Linked DNA regions of Zea mays: regions 1 and 2 are each linked to region 3. Evidence: chromatin contacts called from public Hi-C data. All regions are on one chromosome and are shown on one strand. The core of a region is the stretch at or near the end of the contact, and the rest is flanking DNA. Distances in the headings are between cores, read along the strand shown. Region 1 holds the start of LOC103649706. Region 2 holds the start of LOC100501634 (Autophagy-related protein 18c). Region 3 holds the start of LOC100280833 (thioredoxin H-type).

Region 1 (3,687 bases), core at 202-2,701, 190 kb before region 3:
CTTTTATCCAGTTCAGGGACCACAAGCGTTAGATTTAGATGGCGTGCTATAGTCACCATGTCACATATCTGCAGCATACCATTTCATATAAAGTTCAGACAGAATGAAAAACGAACAGCAGCACTGGTGCGCAGCATGAAACCGGGTGACAAACCAGCACGAAGTTGAGGTACGAACCCCGGCTCGCATTTGATTGAGGCCACCATTGCAAGTCACTAGTAGGTAGCCATTGCTTTTGTAAATTCCTGTAGACAGTAAGAGCACGGCCAAATCAGCTCTAGTGCCAACAGGAACAGGAGGGCTGAGACAACATGATATTTTGCCAATTGGCATCTTGAAGGAAGCGGCCCGTGTCTTAAGGAAGAGAACCATACATACTCAATCTCCCGTGTACCGAACGAAGAAGTCCCCTAATCACTGCATGGTATGGTATGACTAACAGAGGTTCTTCTAAGCATCGGGATAAGCTCTAAATAAAGCGTAAGCGAGATGGGGATGAAGACGTGAAGCTACATTTTTGTCAAGTTCGCAATCACAACGACGCTCCCTTTTGACCTACCAAAGAATAGAACATATACTATTCCTTGCCATATGAAGCAAGGAATCGCGATTTCAGAGCGCCTGTACCGCAGGTGAGACCCGTGATCCCCAAACGGGCGGAAAAAAAAAGTCGCCCCGAAACCGCTAATTTGAGCCCAGGATCGAGGCGGATCGTCCGGGGAATGCGGCCACGCAACCGCCCGCATTCGACCCGGCCTCCGCCCAAATCCGTTGGGGGCGAGCGAGCTTTTCGCCCTAGATCACCCGCTACGAAGGAAGGCTTAGGCCACTCACTCTTGGGTACGAGCGCCGGCGGCGACAGCCTCGCCGCTAGGCTGTCCTCGCCGGCGAGCGCGGCGAGGCCGGACGCGGCGGCAGCGCCGCCCTTCCCGCCGCAGTCGGCGAGGACCCGCGGGCGGAACAGCCCGGCGATGGAGGCCACCTGCACGACCGCCGTCCACAGGACGGCGCTGGCCGCCGCCCGCATGGCCCACCGCCACGCCCGCCTCCGCCGGGCCCCGCCCCCGCCGCCGCCGACGGCCACCATCCCTGGCGGCCGCGGCCTCCGCCCACCTACCTCCCAATTAGTACCGCCCCCCTGGCTGCTGCTACCAGCAGCAGGAGGAGGAAGAGGGGGCAGGCAGTGGAAAGGGGACGGAGAGCGACCGAGCAGAGAGTGGGAACTTGGAAGGGTTGGTGAGGAGGGGAAGCGACGGTGTTTATGCGAAGGGGGCCGCCGTCCCGATCAGCGAAGCTTTTGGGCGATGAGCGAGTAGTTTAATGCGGAATCGGCATCGGGCGTCGCGGTGGGGGCTGGACTGGACTTCTCTGCCCGCTGCCAGGAGGAAGAAGAAACCGAGGAGTGAGACGTGCTGCGGGTGCGGGGCGGGAGGCCGGAGGCGTCTGCGTCTGCGTCTGCGTCTGCGTCTGCGTGCGTGCGGCGGTAGGCACGACGTGGGCATTTAGCACAAGCACCCCGCCTCATAGACAGGGTGGGTGGTAAGTCGAAAGTCGTTAGCTTCGCCGCGCCCTCAAACACGGCGATTAATCAGCTAATTTATCAGTTGGCTCCTCTGCCATTATTGAGGAGCGAAAGGTACGTCCAGGCCTCTAACTCCATATTGCTCATAAAACATCTCTAAGGCCCCGTTTGTTTCATTGGAATTGAATTCCATTTTAATAATTATAATTTAGATAAAATTAATTAAGTTTATATATTTATATATGTAATATATTTGTATATTATCTTAAATCATATGAGAGAGATAGTTATATACTAAATTAATGTTATAACGAAGCAAATAGAAGAGTGTACGATAAGTTGTACATCGGAAAAATAGCATGTAAATCTATATAATCAATTTCCATCTCTCACCCCATGAATTTGAGATAGGCTTATATGATAACTTTGGAAAGTGGTGGAATATCACATTCTAAAAAAATAGCCTATTCCAATAGTAAGATTCCAATTCCTCAAAATGAAAGAAAACAAACGGGCCTTAATAGTATTTCTAGGCACTATTTGTTTCTCTCCTAGATTATATAAGTTGAATTATGTTAAAAGTTATAAGGGTCATATATTACTTTGTGATCACAAACAAATAAGTTAAAATAAGCTATCAAATACTAGTTTATTTTACCTTATTTGTGTTTTCAAAGTAATATTTTACTCTACTGCCCTTCAACCATAATCCAACTTATATAATCTATAAAAAAAATACACCCTAAATTTCACCCCATTATTTATATTAAAAATGTTTTTGTATATTTTCAATCCTCAACATGATTTATATATCTGGTTTGCACTCTAAAGAGGCATCCACGTTTTCTATATTTGACTAGCGAGAAACTAGTAATAAAATATGATTATATTTGATAGCTATTTAGATAAAATATTAGAGAATATTTTTATAAAAATCTTTATTTATATAGATTAAAAAGAATATAGAGACTCTAGGCACCTCTCGGTCTTGGAACTGCGATACATAATACTACTGGCATACGATGCGGTAATTTCGTGGGGAAATCGGTTCCGTAGCGTTTAGACATGATCGAGATCGTAAATTGCCATCGACAGCTTCATCCGACGTGCAAAATACCACCGAAATGTCCAAACGTTGATTTGATTCATCGGTCGATCACAATTTGTACACCGAAAACATATATTGTAATGAAGATAGGCAAGTTCATAAGGTCTATATCAAGATGAAGCATGCATGCATAGTCGATGCCTTCGGTCGACCGGTTGCGTCCGCGAAAACTAGACACGCTAGGTGTTGGATCTTTTATGGGCTTGGCCCATTTATTGAATAAACTTTATGGTGTGTAATGTTGGAGAATACTAATAGTGCCACATTGGAAGTCCAAGGGTCTTTTGCCTTGACTTATATGGTGGGATTTATTCCACTTAACTTGAGAAGTCAAGAAATGGACAAGGGCGTGCCACACGCGCGCGCGCGCCGTCGCCGCCGCCGGCCGGGCGTGGCGTGGCGTGGCGTGGCGTGGCGTGGCGTGGCAGGCGTGGTGTGGTTGTGTTAATTTTTAGCACTCACTGCGAGAGGTTAAATAGAGGAGCACCCCTGTCATTCGGTACACGCGAAAAACACTTTCAGTCTCACAATCCAGCCGCCGAGTGAGGGTATTTTCATCTCGTGACTCTGCGCGCACAGAGAAGCGAGAGGGCAGGTGCCTCCGAAGCCGGTGCCGTTCGAGACCTTGCACGGGGATCGGCAATTAGGTTTTTGGGGAGCGTCTTCGCGACTGCCCAACGTCTGTCGTTGTCTTCATCGCTGGTTCTTGGCGTCTTCATCTCGATCGGATGACAAGAGAAGTTGGACAAGGATTAGGATCCTCGGAGCGCATGGGAGGGTATGATCAATTTAGTTCATTACAGTTTTATATTCTGCATATTATATATGTCGTATGTAGCTTTGCTCTATCGTATTATAATATGTTATATCTGTCTGTCTTAATTTTACAGTCATCCTGTTTATATTGTTATCTGTTTATTTCCAGTTGTTCCGCAATAATCCATGAACCATGTTTATATGCTTATTTTATTTATATGATTTACATGCTTCATATGCTTTGTGTTCTCATGATCCATATTGTTATGGATATTTTTGAGATCATGTTATCTATGTTTGA
Region 2 (3,964 bases), core at 224-2,723, 150 kb before region 3:
GATCCCTCCTGAAAGTCTCCTTGAAAGGGTCGCAGTTAAAGATCCTAAACCCATTGCTGGTACCAGCCGCGAAGCATCCACAATCTTGGTTCCAGGCAACCGACAACAGCCTGACCTCCTGGTCATCACCGCGTCCCGCTTCGGGCTGGGCCGTAGGCGCTGACAGCGGCCAGGCATGGGGTGACTCAAATGTCCCAAGCTTCCCCGGGGGATGAAGACCGTGTGATGTGGAGACTTGGGAGCTCATTAGGCGTGCGTCAGCAAACCAAAATCAATCGCCTTTGAACCACAGAGATTCAGCTATCACAAATGGGCAAAAGCGGTCGTCACTTGGCACTGACGAAATTCAGGGTACCCTACAGCAAGTAAAAAGCATCAACAGCAGCCAAAGAAAAGAAAACCATGGACGAAGCGTAATCTGCTAAACAAGCAAAGGAGCATCAGGTTAAAGATTGCCGGAGCTTATAGATAAGGTAAAATTTTAGCACCCAATTTGTCAGTAGCACGGGAAAAGGCATGATGCGTAGAGATGAAAACGGTTTCGGAAATTTTCGGTTTTCTGGGAACCGCTTTCGATTTTTGTCCGACCGAATTCAGCGGTAACGGTATTTTCGAAAACGGAATCGGTTGTTAGAATTTTATATCGGAAACCGGTTTGGCGTTTTACCGACCGTTTTCTTCGGTTACCGAATTTAACCAGAATTTACCGAATATAGGATTCGGAATTTTACGAAAATTAAAAACAAGGAAAGCGGGCCAAAGCCCACATTTCCACTCTGGCCCAAGCTGCCGGGCTCCCGCCCACTTAGATTTCGATCGTTACCGATGTATTTTCCATACCAAACTTTTTCGATGTCTTCGAAAAACCGATATCGTTTCCGTTTCGATTTCGTTTCTGATAAAAAAAATATGAAGATGGTAATTGTTTTAGTGTTTACCTACCGTTTCCATCCCTAATGATGTGTAGCTGGAGGTTTGTAACCAAAGCCACAAAGCCATAATAATAATCCCCAAAGTTCGAAACGACAGCTAACGCTGATAGCTACGCCACCGCACGGCAAACCAAAATTCACAAGAAATCGGAGGGGGGAGTTCGATTTGGAACGGACGGAGGAGGGCACATCCATCGGGGGAAGCTCCCTTCCTCGCCAGCGAGAGGGAAACGGAAAACCTATCCCGGCCCGGTCGGATCTCCGATTCCCGCCCCATATCCACAGACCGGGAGGGAGGGACGAGGAGGCCTACGCACGCGACATGAAACGGAAGCGCAGCCGCGGCGGATCTGGCGGAACCGGGTAATCGACCGCAGCGCGAGGAACGCGAATCGCGATTGCCCTCCATCAACGGAACAATAGGACGAGAGCGTTACCTCTTGCGCCGCGACGCCGACGCGGGAGGGCGGCGGAGACGGTTCCAGGAGAGGCGAGCACGCGTGCGCGGCGTGTGCGCCACGGAAGCAAGGGAGTGGGGCAAGCGATCGGCGGGCAGGGGAAGGGCAGGGAGGGATGGAAGAGTCGGGGCTTGGGAAGCTAGGGATGGTAACGGTTTATATCCGTCGGTAGCAGCATTTTATAACCATATCTATTAAAAATTTATATAATCAGATTATCAAGTATAAAATCTTACTTATATTTATATCCGCACGGTAATTTTATCTATAGAGTTATCCGTACCTAATAAAAATGTATTAAATTATAATAACCTGATCAATTAAAATATCAAATAAATACACAAAATAAGTTCAATTTCAAATATAATAAATCATATTATTACATAAATTAATAGTTAAATAAACAATAGCCAAGAAGGGTATTTATTTTAACTAAGATAGACTATTAAATAGTAAACTAATACACCTATGGCTGAAAAAAAACTCGAGGCTCACGAGCGGACTCGACTCGGTGACGCTCGCGAACCTTAACAAGTCCGAGTTAGGTCTAATTTTGTGGCTTGCTCAAACAACGAGTCGAGCTGAGCCAAGCCTAAGTGAGACTAAACCAGCTCGCGAATCAACCTAATGATATAGCGCTATGTTGTTACATTATTACGTTAGTATATTATTGATTTTTTCTTATTTTTATGGAACCAATGCTAGAAAATAGTTTAAGATATGTTGTTCGATTTTTTACATATTTTTTTATTTTATACATTTTTATTTTATATAAAATGAAAATATATAATTTATACTCTAAATGAGACTTAGTGTGGCGGCTCGTGAGCCGACTCGAACTGGCTCGTGAGCCTGAACGAGCCCAAGCTGAGCCTAATCTTCGAGCTCGCAATGTGAATGAGCTGAATTGAGCCTGGCTTGCTGGGACCGAGTCAAGCCGAGCTCGACTCGTTTGCAGCCCTACATACACGTGCTCGTCTATCCAACATGTAGAGTTTATTGTCCATTAACATATACGTTGGTATAGAAATCATCACATACCCGCCTATATATCGGGTATTCGGATTTTAGGTACACATTACCATCTCTATGGAAAGCGCTCCCTCCATCGGATGTGTGCGCCATAATTAACCCCTCTCGTATGTGCTAGTCGTGTTTGATTGCTTTAGTTATCCTTCAAAACTTTATAGACTAAATTTTAGCACTTAAAAATCCTATTTAAAACATTTATTTTAGTCAACATGTTTGGTTGCTCGCGAGTTGGTCTAATGACACAGTGCTATGTTGTTACATTATTACGTTAGTACATTATTGATTTATTTTCTTATTTTTTATGAAATATAGTTTAAATATGTTGGTGGATTTTTTGGTACATATTTTTATTTTGTATAAAATGAAAATATACAATTTATACTCTAAATGGGACTTAATGTGGCGGCTCGTGAGCATGAACGAGTCCGAGCGGAGCCTAATCTTCGAGCTCGCAATGTGAACGAGCCGAGCCTGGCTCGCTAGTCACTGAACCGAGCTCGTCTCGTTTCCAACCCTACATACACGTACCCGTCTATCTAACGCGTAGAGGTTGTTGTCCATTAACATATATGTTGGTATAGAAATCATCCCATACCTGCCTACATATCGAGTATTTGGGTTTTGGGTACCCATTACCATCTATATGGAAAGTGCTCCCTCTGCCCGATGCGTGCGCCACAATTAACCCCCTCTCATCTGTGCTAGTCATGTTTGGTTGCTCTAGTCACCCTTCTAAACTTTACAGACTAAATTTTAACACCTAAAATCCTATTTAAAAGATCTATTTTAGTCAACATGTTTAGTATTTTAGTTACTACAAATGACTAAACCTTAGTCGCTAGAGTTTATAAGATGAGAATCAAACCCGAATTTTTTACATTTTGGCCCTTCCTCGGGAAAAAAAATTCACGTTTGGACCCTAGAAAATTTTAATGTCATTTTTGGGCCCTTTACTCGGCGCCATAGCCAATGGCGCCGAGGTAACACAGCTCGGCGCCATAGGCTATGGCGCCGAGGTACGTGCTGCACCGGCACAAACGGACGTCGTGGCATCGACGTGGCACCGAGCTCGGCGCCATAGATCTTGGCGTCGAGCTCTATTATGTACACAAAACTTGTCTAGCTCAGTCAGTAGAGCGCAAGACTTTAACCTTGTGGTTGTGGGTTTAAGTCCCATGGTGGGTGTGTTTTAATACTTTTTTTGTCTTTGTCACTGATTTTTTTATTGTCCATATTTTTCGTTTATGTCGCTGATTTGTCCATCTAGATTTATTTCTTATCCAGATTTTTTGTTTTTGTGACTGATTTGTTTATTCGTCCAGATTTTTTTGTTTATCCAGCGAGCAAAGCGGCTGTGTTCCACAGTGGCCGTAAGCCATCAACTTTCCCCCTTGTTTGCTCAGCTAACCACAATAAAAAATCAAATGAGAACACTCTTACTTCAATCATGACCACATAAAAATATTATATTTTCATTGAGTTCTTTTGAACATAAATTCTAAAAACATAATAACATATTCCCAGTAAAAACAAGCACACATA
Region 3 (3,607 bases), core at 922-3,421:
GACTGCAGAGTACCGAATCCATTTTAACTGAAAATTATCAGTGAATGTGCTTTCCACACAATATATCTTCTTGCCAGTTTTCTTGTGCCTATTCTTTTGGTTTACTCTCAATTTTATTACGTTGAGCAATTGACTATCTTCGTTTTATAGGGCATGTATGCCCGGGCAAGGTTAACCATAAACCCTGACAAGGTTTACCGGCTGGCTATGACAAAACTCAATACATCTGCTGCAATCCTTGAAGTTATGGGTGCGCCCCTAACTGGTACTGATGTCAGAGCATATGTTATGTCTGGAGGAGGCCCGAAACTGAAGGACTTCAAATTTAAGCTTGGCAGCAAACGGTGCTTCCTCATTTTCCCCATCAAAGGATCAGAAAGAAGGGGTCTTGTAAGTGTTGAGTTCAAGAAGAAAAAGGGACAGGTACTTGGATTTCTTTGTATATTTGTAGTAACATTATGCTAGTACTCAGTAACCTAGATTTACTAATAGACACATGATGTTTGTGTAATCACATTATGATTAAGGTTGTAGTCATTCAGTGAATAAACAGAAGTTTAGACACACACTGCAAAAGCGGAGTTAAATGAAGCATCCTCTCTTGCTTGTTCCTTGGTGATATATAAATATTGTTTTTCCTTCAAATTTAATGGTACTGTTATATTTGGATGACAGCTCTTCTGTTGAAATGATTTACAATTATAGTATTCTGGACGAAAAAAAATAAAAAGACGCAGTTAGCCATTTTGAAAACACTCTTTATAGTATTATTTGAAGAAATCAAACATACAGTTTAAAGCTTCCATAAAGTAATTGGTATTACCATGGATTTTACTCTTTTCACCATGACACCCTGTTTTCTGACCTTTGCAGTATGACATGAAACTACTAGCTGTTGACATACCAATGGCATCAGGTCCTGACCAGCGGCTGTTCGTCGTCGGTGATGAACAAGAGTACAAGGTGGGCGGGGGCTTGATATCTGAGCTGCGAGACCCGATCGTAAAAGCTATGGCTGCAGAAAAGGAGTTTGATTATCTTGATGAAAGAGAGGACGAGGAAGATGAGCGGAGGGAGCGTGAGGAGGCGGAGCAAGAGGAAGCGGAAGCATTGAGGCGCGAGGAGGAAAGGTTGCGTCAGCAGGCTGAAGAACGGAGGCGGCGGGAGGAGGCTGAGAGCCTGGAGAAAGCTTCGTGACATGATTTAACTGCATCGATTTTCCACCTTGTGCATTGTTTTATACTTCTCTCCCCCTCCCGGAGTGTAGCAGTCCGCGTTTCCACAGCAAGAGAAGATTGCTTCTGAGTTCGGTTGAGTTCCAGACTTCCAGGTGGTCGATTCGGCGTCACCAGTCTCAAGTTGTTGAGGAGAAAGGAATAATTTTGCATGTTCCGCAACAGAACACTTCGGCGAAACAATGTAATTTAGTGGTTGGTCAGTTGTTAAAGCCTTTTTTTTTTTTGCTGAATGTCTGCGGTCATGGAATTGAGATGAGTAAAGTTGAGTTTGTAGTTAGGTTTTGATTAACCCAAAAAGATTTATAAAAGTTTAATTCATCATCTCTCTCCTTAGTTATAGCCACGCATTGTAATCTTTTCAATTGATATCAAAGCCTCATGTTCGTTGGTTTATCTTAAATGCTTGAATTAGGATGTTCGATGAGGATCCCCCCTCGGTTTTATAGGGTGACGATTTTCTATAATAAAAAATTCATATGAAAGCTCAACTTAAGGTTATAAATACTATAGTTTTTAGAGCCACCGTTCAAAGGCTTCCAAAAATCAAAGGATTTCACCAGTCTAATAGGTGTTGAGATATATTATGGGAAATAGAATGTTTATGCCCGGAATGTATTTAATATAGTACCCAATTACAAGGACGCTCTAATATTTATGCACTGCGCGAGGGAAACAAGAGCGCGTATTTACCGTATAGTTATAAAGAAATTAAATTCTTATTAACAGACACCGACCAGGGGCAGGCGTTGGATGACTGCGCGCTAATGCATCCACGTGAGCTGCACTGTAGTGCGCATCACATGGAATGGAACGGAACGGAACGGAACCTTTGCCTGTCTGTACTGTACTGTACTGGCTGGCTGGCACTGGCATCATCCATCCGTCCACCGTTACTGTTCTATAGCACTAGAACCTGCTGATTCCTCGTCGCCAGCTTCTCTTTCCCCCACCACAACCCCCCGCCGGCGCGGCTCCCGGTGTCCCTTCCACTCTCCACCCTCTCCTTCCCTTCGGCGCCAAGTCCATCCGCCCCTCCGAATCTCCGATTGCCGCCGTCCAGGTAACGACTCCAATCCCCCCAGAGTCCGGACTACAGTCTGATCAGATCCACCAGTCTGCGCTTCCATTCCACGCCCAGCTCGCGCCTCCTTGGGCCCTGTTCCCTTTTTCTTCGCGCAAAAAACTTCACGGATTTGCCCATGTTCTTCGCTCCTAGATAAGACTGCTCCGCGATCCCGCGGACCGGTGGTTCCGGTTCGTCGGAGTTCCGGATCCCGTGGAATACGCAGGCTGGACTAGATACCGCGCCTGTCAGAGTCAGACTGTAGTTGCCGTACCGGCGGAAACGCTGAAATTTTGGCCATGGGGGCGATGACAGAGCTCAAAGTGTCCGGTTCTTGCTTGTGATGGTGGAGGGCTGGAGGCGATCACCGTAGCACCCGACTCAAAGCGCTGGTATCATCTGACGTTGGAGCTATCCGGGTCCTACCACCGCACCAACTCGGACCGGGGTTTTTTTTTTCCTGTTTTTGGTGTGTCAAAATAGTTGGTCAGTCCGGTGATCCCCTCATCACCAGCAGATGTTGGGAGGTCAGGTGGCCATGGGTGTAAAGGGTTGGATATATTATTGAACTGCAGTACTGGGCCGTGGCTTCAGCACGCTGTAGCCGAGGGAAGTTCCCTGCACATTAAATTTTAGTCTGGTCACATCGGATATTTGAATAAATACAGTCTGAACTATAAAACTAATTACACAGGTTGGAACTAAACGGCGAAAAAAAAACTTATTAAGCCTAATTACTCTATAATTTGCCTACGTGATGTTATAGTAGACATTTGCTAATTATTTTTTGTCTTGCAATTTAGTCTTCGTCTATGACCGTATCTTGAGCAGCCTTTTGCCGCTGCTGACCAGCGCCCCACATAGGCTGTGTCCATTTATCCTTTTTTTTTCACTCACAGACTCGGTGTCTGAAAGAGTCTGATAGAGTTTGCAGTTTTGGCAGGTGCCGGCCGACAGTTGAGAATGGGACTGAGGCGCCTGATGAGATGCTGCTGCTGCATTGCAAAGGTCAGCTTCCTTCTCGCCACGCACACGCACACGCACACGCACTGACGCACACGCACAGCCCTACCTAATCAATCAGTACTACTATCACACATTTTATTCTCTCTGTCCTAAACTGCCGAGTGTTTTTTTTTTCTTTCCTGCTTGCTTCTCTGGTCTCTGCCCGGAGAGCTAGCAGCACGCGGACGACGGCGACAAGATCGATTTCGGAGGTGGCAATGTTCATGTTGTCACAAGCAAAGAGGACTGGGACCAAAGAATTGCCGAGGCAAACAAGGATGGGAAAACCGTGAGTACAACC

What was found. Hi-C and Micro-C count contacts between places; a contact is called where the count stands out from the background.
Region 1: a contact with region 3 is called in a Hi-C map of ear, with 1.9 times the contacts expected there. The contact joins the promoter of LOC103649706 here to the promoter of LOC100280833 in region 3. A contact is called at or near these places in 5 of 25 Hi-C or Micro-C datasets (bundle sheath, ear, leaf and 1 more).
Region 2: a Hi-C map of leaf shows a contact between it and region 3, with 7 times the contacts expected there. The contact joins the promoter of LOC100501634 here to the promoter of LOC100280833 in region 3. A contact is called at or near these places in 3 of 25 Hi-C or Micro-C datasets (endosperm, leaf and tassel).

Annotation. Positions count from the first base shown.
Region 1 is chr3:13,236,453-13,240,139 of Zm-B73-REFERENCE-NAM-5.0, forward strand. It overlaps LOC103649706, which reads right to left and starts at 1,452. Exons shown (of 8, transcript NM_001330527.1): 1 at 835-1,452; 2 at 178-245; 3 at 1-68. The coding sequence starts at 1,087.
Region 2 is chr3:13,272,312-13,276,275 of Zm-B73-REFERENCE-NAM-5.0, forward strand. LOC100501634 (Autophagy-related protein 18c) reads right to left here and starts at 1,474. Exons shown (of 5, transcript NM_001196315.1): 1 at 1,370-1,474; 2 at 1-356. The coding sequence starts at 247.
Region 3 is chr3:13,421,681-13,425,287 of Zm-B73-REFERENCE-NAM-5.0, forward strand. It overlaps LOC100280833 (thioredoxin H-type), which reads left to right and starts at 2,172. Exons shown (of 5, transcript NM_001153753.2): 1 at 2,172-2,298; 2 at 3,236-3,309; 3 at 3,485-3,595. The coding sequence starts at 3,265. LOC103649707 reads left to right here. Exons shown (of 3, transcript XM_008675442.4): 2 at 151-423; 3 at 874-1,631. The coding sequence ends at 1,197.